Regions from separate parts of the Mus musculus genome. Here region 1 is linked to region 2. Evidence: chromatin contacts called from public HiChIP or PLAC-seq data. All regions are on one chromosome and are shown on one strand. The core of a region is the stretch at or near the end of the contact, and the rest is flanking DNA. Distances in the headings are between cores, read along the strand shown. Region 1 overlaps Npr3 (natriuretic peptide receptor 3). Region 2 has its middle 110 kb from the start of Gm41271.

Region 1 (3,208 bases), core at 702-3,201, 290 kb before region 2:
CTTTAAAAAAATTTAAAAATTTAATTGAGAAAAACAGGGGAAAGAGAGTCATTGCTTACTGAGGATGTGGTCACAGGCAAGTTTTCCAGGCTTCAGAGCGTGGCCCTCACCCGTGTAATGTGGACAACGATAACTGGGATTAGTGGCTTATAAAAAAAACCCCACAAAACCAACCAAACAAAAAACCCAGAAGACATGAAGTTGGGAATGGGCATGTTCAGAGGATATAAGAAGACTGGAGGAAGGTGGGAGGTAGATAGGATAATTTTTCATTGTCTATATGGGTGAAATTCACAAAAATAAAGGGAAAAGGTGAGAAATTGAATGTAAGATGCTATGCTATACAGAGAATGTACAGTTCCCCTCCTGGTAGCACCTGGGAAAATTATGTGTAAGATAAGGTTGTTATTATTATTATTATTGTTGTTGTTATCATTATTATTATGTGCAGCCAGGTTATTAGCACTGATATAGTTCACTCAGCACACTCAAGATTCTTCCTTCCTTATGCTCGTGTGTGTGGTAAGCTCTGTGCTTTATCGCCTGTGTAGATTTCCATGTTTGAATTCCATCCAATGCTTTGATATGTTTTTTTTTTTTCTTTTCACTTTTTGAGACAGGATCTCATGTAACTCAAGCTAGCTTTGAGCTCACTATATAGTGAAAAATGTCTTTGAATTCCCAATGTTCCTGCCTCAAACTCTCATGTGCTGAGATTATAGGTGTTGCCCGCCATACTTGGCTCTATGCTTATTGTGATAACCAGATTCTTTATTCTGTTACAAGGTTATATATTAGTTTGTTTCCCCATTGCTGTGTGTGGTGGTTTGAGAAGAACGGGCCCCATATATATTTGAATGCTTATTGCTTTGAATGGTTGGTTACTGGAGAGTGGTACTATTTGAAAGGATTAGAAGGATTAGGAGCTGTGGCTTTATCAGAGTAGGTGGAACCTCTTTGGAGGAAGTGTGTCACTGGGGGTTCGACTTGAAGTTTCAAAAGCCCATGTCAGGCTTTCTCTCTCTCTCTCTCTCTCTCTCTCTCTCTCTCTCTCTCTCTGTCTGTCTACACATCAGAATGTAGCTCTAAGCTACTGGCTCCAGGGTAATGCATGCTCTCTGCCATGGTAATAACAGACTAAATCTCTGAAACTGTAAGCAAGCCCCCAGTTAAATGCTTTCTTTTTAAAGAGTATCCCTTGCCTGAAATGCTTAGGATCATAAGTATTTGGGGTTTCAGATTTGTTTTCAATTTTGATAAATATTCATACACACATTATTTGGGATGTAGAATCCAAGTCTAACTGCAAAATATACCGATTCCTAGACACCTTAGACATGTGGATTGAAGATATAATTTTGTACACTGTCTTAACTGCCCCTGCCTTTTGACTGCAAGCCACCACAAGATATGAGGAGGTTTCTATTTGTGATGTCATGCCAGCACTTAAAGTTTCGAGGATACTCAATCTGTATTGTTCTTACATTTATTTATTTATTTATTTATTTATTTATTTATTTATTTATTTATTTAAATTGCTGTGATGGGAAGACACCAACCTTGACCTCTTCTCCTCCAAACAGCCAAAAACCCTTTCCAGTGTATGTCTTTGTCAGCAATGCTCATCAGCAATAAGTTCTGTGTATGGGACCTCCTTAGGAACAAAAAAAAATTCAGCTTCACAAATGGAGATGGTGTCAGGGTAGTAAAAGAGTTCAAAACAGGGGTTCTGAAAAACCACTTGGGGTCACTGGTAAATGCAAATTGAGAACAAATGTTACATTGGAGAGGCCCCTGGGGCTCGAGGCCTGGCTCAGAAAAGGTTTTGCCAAGTGTCTGCCTGGCCTCCACCAATTGGTTTGTACTGGGTCACCTACATGTGCAGTGGCTTTCACTCAAGGGCATTTTAATGGAGCTGCCTAGCACTCTGCCCTAGGAGTGGTTCCAAGACCAGAGTGCTGGTATTTGGTTTTAGAATGCGCTGTATGGTGGCCAAGCTGAGATTAGTTGCATCCCTTGACTCCTGGGCCAGTGACTTTCTTTTTCCACTACATCAGTCTGATCCTCTTAACAACAATGTGCCCAATAAGGAGGCAAACTTATGACCCAAAGATTAAGTGTATCAGGCCCTCTGTGTGAGCCTGGCAGGCTGAAGTATTTCCTTTTTTCCTCTGTACTCACCAGGCCAAAGTACACACTTTTATTTTTTTAACATATCAGTTTCCCTTTACTCTCTCACATACTTGATAAAATGTGCAAAGATTCACTGTCCTTTTCAGCTGCAGTCACCATTTGCCCACATGTAAGCCATCATTTTCTTGATCATCAGATACTGTTTATTGAGTTCTCTAGGGAGCATAACTGTGAACCTGATCCTGGAAAATGTGTGCTCCCAGATGGCATCCTGATCCTCTAAAATCTCATGAGCAAGAGGAAAATACCCACAACCTTGGGCTCTGAGGTCCCAAAAGAGTTGTGTTTCCATGTCAGTTCACAGAAAATGTCGTGTACCTTTAGCACCATAATGTGTGGATGGTACTTGTCTCCCGCAGAATGGTAGAGAAGAGGGCCCTTTCACAGGCTGTCAGGTTTCCATAGAAGCTTTAAGGGGATGAAGGTTTCTTGCCTCACTGTGTGTTAACCGTGCAAGTGCACGGCATTCATATTTGGAGACAGGAGTCAGTGTTTCACCTATGTGATCCACATAGAAAAGAGATGAGAACCACTGGGCTAGATCATGGCTGCAGCTGGACAGTATACCATTCAATTATTGTCCCAAGCCATGCTTATTTTCATGCATAAGAACAATATTTGTACATGATTACACTGAAAAAAATAATTACCCCAGAAGAAAAATGAAGAAAAAGCTAAAGTACTATCTAGTCTTATATTAGAGAACCCATTAGTTTTACTTCTGAGATGAGATAGACACTCACTGACCTGCTCACTTCTCACACATTCATTCATTCTGCACTAGTGAGTCAGCTGACTTTCCAAGACCTGCTGTTCTCACGACTATTTCTTAGGACTGGGTGAGCCAAAGTTGAAGACACTTTTTTTGGCTCTGGCAGCATCCCTGGGTTCTCCTTCCTGTAAATCCCACTCCTGGCTTCGATCCATTCTTCCTATTGTATTTGGCACTTTGAGACCTATTCACCAGCTGGAACTTTAACAGTTGGTTTTCCCCTTGGGTGAACTTCACCTTCTT
Region 2 (2,933 bases), core at 256-2,755:
AACAACCTATCAAGGGGCCAGACCCTCAAAAGGAATGATCCATCCCCCACCCCCACCCCGGCAGCTACCACACTGCAGTAGCTCCTCAGTTAGGGGTAGGGCCTGGCAAACCCTTCCTCATCTATCCAGGAATCTTGACTGATTATTTTAAGCAGTTGCTGTTGAGTTAATGAGCACAACAGCCATGTCAGGTCTACAGGACAGCATTTTGCAGTTCTCCTCCTCTCCAGCTCTTGAATTCTTTCAGTAGAGGCTGGGAGACTCTGAAGATGTAAAATTTAGGGTTGAGCACTTAACCTTTTATTCTCAGCAAGAGACGAAGTGTTGAGAAACAAAAGTGCTAAGAATAATCTGGAAGTAAGTCCTTCTTAGCTCAAAGTAGCGTCAAATCCCCCCAAATGCTGGGCTTGTCCCAGGCACCCCGGTGCCTCATACCCATTAACTCTTAGATACAAGGCATGGCTGTGAATATGATCACTCTTTCCAAGTTCGCATCTCATTTATTGTCTCATCTTACATCATCTCTATGTTGTCAGAACATGAACACCTTTCTGTTTTTCTATCCTTGTGCTCAAATTTGCTTTAGTCTTATGTATGTAATAAAATACATGAAATGTTTGTCACCAGTCCCATTGATAAGATTTTTTAGGCCCTATATTTATGTAAACAAAGTCCATAGATTATTTTTCCATGGTATTAAGATCTGGTATAAAAATCTATGGTTTATAATTTTTTCCTAATATTTACATAGCTGTTTTTTATGCCAGTCTATATTTTTAAGCTTCCTTGTAAATCGTAGGATATTTCCGAGAAAATTGCCTTCTCAACTTTGGATTCTATGGTTCTTCTTGGCTATGTCTCTAACCTGACTGTTGCTGGTCCATTTTACCAGGTGCACTAACTTTTATAAATGTAGATTCAGATGTTTGGCTATCTCTGCTGTTTTCTTCATGGTTTAAATAGAAGCTATGTCCTTGGAGTCTAGTATAGGATTTGTTTTTCTTTATTGCTTATCTTCCATTTCAGCCATTTTCTTTCTGTTTCTTGGGGCACAGTATTTTTCCCTTTTGTAATCTTTTGTTTTCCTGGTTTAATATCCCATAATATTAATCACTTGAGCTTGTCGACTCTCGGGTATTTGGCAGTCTGCTCATCCTGTCCTGATACTTTCGTGTGTTCCTTGTCTCTTTTTTCTGAGTTTAGTCAATTTCTTCTGCGAGTTACTGCTTCCTGTCTATGTTGTTTCTGACGGTTCACATTTGCAAAGGCTTGTTCAGGAATTCGAAATCAGATGGGGGGGGGGTGTTGTGTCTTCCTTTTCTTCTGTTTTGTGATGCTTTCTAGGAAGAAATTTCTATCTGGTGAAGTATTTTGATTCTGGTTTTGTAATTTTATAGTAACTTTTACATGATACATTCAGTTTGCCATAACCCATCTCATTTAGACATTGGTGGCTGGCAAAATTTTTAGTTAAATAGCGCCCTCTTCTGTCAATGTGGCAAAGGCTGGGCTTAATGAGGAGGGGCTGAGGAAAATGAGTAATTTTTCGCTTAGGAATCAACTTTGTACATTTTTATTATATTCAGGACACGAAGCATCTTCTTACTATTTTTTACATACTTTTCATCCTGTAAGTCTGCCTTAATTTAGTTTCTCTTGATGAGAATTCCATTTTTACACATATTGTCAAGTGGACTGACACAAAGACTCTACTGAAGCATGCTTCCCAGTTATGTCTACACTGTGCTATCTGCTCATAGCTTCACTGATGTCTATCGTCAAACCTCTTGATATCATCACATTCCTAGATGTCTCTGAATTCGTTGAGCATTTTTCTTAAGCGACTTGCTTGTATCAGGGCCAGGCATTGCATGTCCCTGGTAAGCACTCTGCGGACTGGGGATCTCCCCAGTCTCCCCTTTAGTGCTTGGAACCCATTCGTATTTTCTTCCCTGTGAACTATATTTTCACAGCTTTTACTCTAATATGGGCTGTATTGAAGTACTTCTTTGAATCTGGAATTAGGGTTTGTTGTGAATTCAGTTCTAGCCTTTGCCTAGGAACACACAAGAAGCAGAACAATTAAATTAGACGGGGCGGACATTTGCTCTGAAGGGAACATTTCACAGGCTGAACTAATCTAAGCAAGTTCATTTACCCCCCTAATTTGAACTGGCTCAAGGCTGAGTCACTGAGCTAGATATTTATATGGTCTTAAGATAAAGTGTCCTGTGAAATCGCAATGTCAGTTTCTGCTGGAGCTGGTATCACAGTGTGCAGCACGATCATCCAGCTCGACAGTCCTGAGTAAAATGGGGGCTGGAGGAAGCTGACTGCAAGAAGAAAGCAGGAAAGACGCTGAGTAAGAAACAGAAATAATTGATGCTCCAATTCCATGAAAGCCGGGAACAAAACACTCATTTTGTTTCAGTGTTACTTGAAATTTGTAATACATGTTTTTGAGATTGTCTACTGTGGCCTTAAAAAAAAATAACCCTTTACTTTAAATTAGCTGATTTGCTTTCTTTTCCATAATTACAATGCCTTTTCTGTGAAAAGCATTAAACTGTGTGGCCCATTACCTCAAAGGGCCAGTGTATAAAAGATCCAAGGGGTTATAGAGCTCAGTTTGTGACATATAGAATATACCTTCTGGTGTAGGCAAGTTTTTATTTTTATTTTTTAAATTATAACTTATCCCTCACCGGCTGAGCTCTCATTGACAAGGTTCCAGATCAAATGAATAGGTCATTTAGTTATCTAAGTTTTCATTTATGATGAAAATTATCTTTCAATGGTTGTAACCATTCAACACTTGCTTGTGGATGAATTAAAACCGTTAAATTGAAAACACATATAACGATATACCCATTTTAGATGGAAGAAATAATTCTTCCAAACCATGTAGAATATATATATATATTAGAATATAT

Evidence for each region. HiChIP or PLAC-seq counts read pairs in DNA pulled down with a chosen protein or histone mark.
Region 1: a contact with region 2 is called in an H3K27ac HiChIP or PLAC-seq map of heart atrium, with 12 times the contacts expected there. The contact joins two enhancer-like sites. A contact is called at or near these places in 1 of 15 datasets of contacts at CTCF or cohesin (the NIH/3T3 cell line), 1 of 484 Hi-C or Micro-C datasets (bone marrow-derived macrophages) and 2 of 115 datasets of contacts at active chromatin or transcription factors (embryonic stem cells and heart atrium).

Annotation. Positions count from the first base shown.
Region 1 is chr15:11,877,359-11,880,566 of GRCm38.p6, reverse strand. All of the region lies in intron 3 of Npr3 (natriuretic peptide receptor 3), which reads left to right. Among named protein-coding and RNA genes, the nearest start is that of Npr3, 27 kb to the left of the region's middle. Within about 2 kb of position 1,951, at least 9 of the 459 cell types and tissues checked have an H3K27ac peak or open chromatin away from gene starts, as enhancers often do. A contact at or near this core is called in heart atrium, where this site is marked.
Region 2 is chr15:11,589,278-11,592,210 of GRCm38.p6, reverse strand. No RefSeq gene overlaps it. Among named protein-coding and RNA genes, the nearest start is that of Gm41271, 110 kb to the left of the region's middle. Within about 2 kb of position 1,505, at least 10 of the 459 cell types and tissues checked have an H3K27ac peak or open chromatin away from gene starts, as enhancers often do. A contact at or near this core is called in heart atrium, where this site is marked.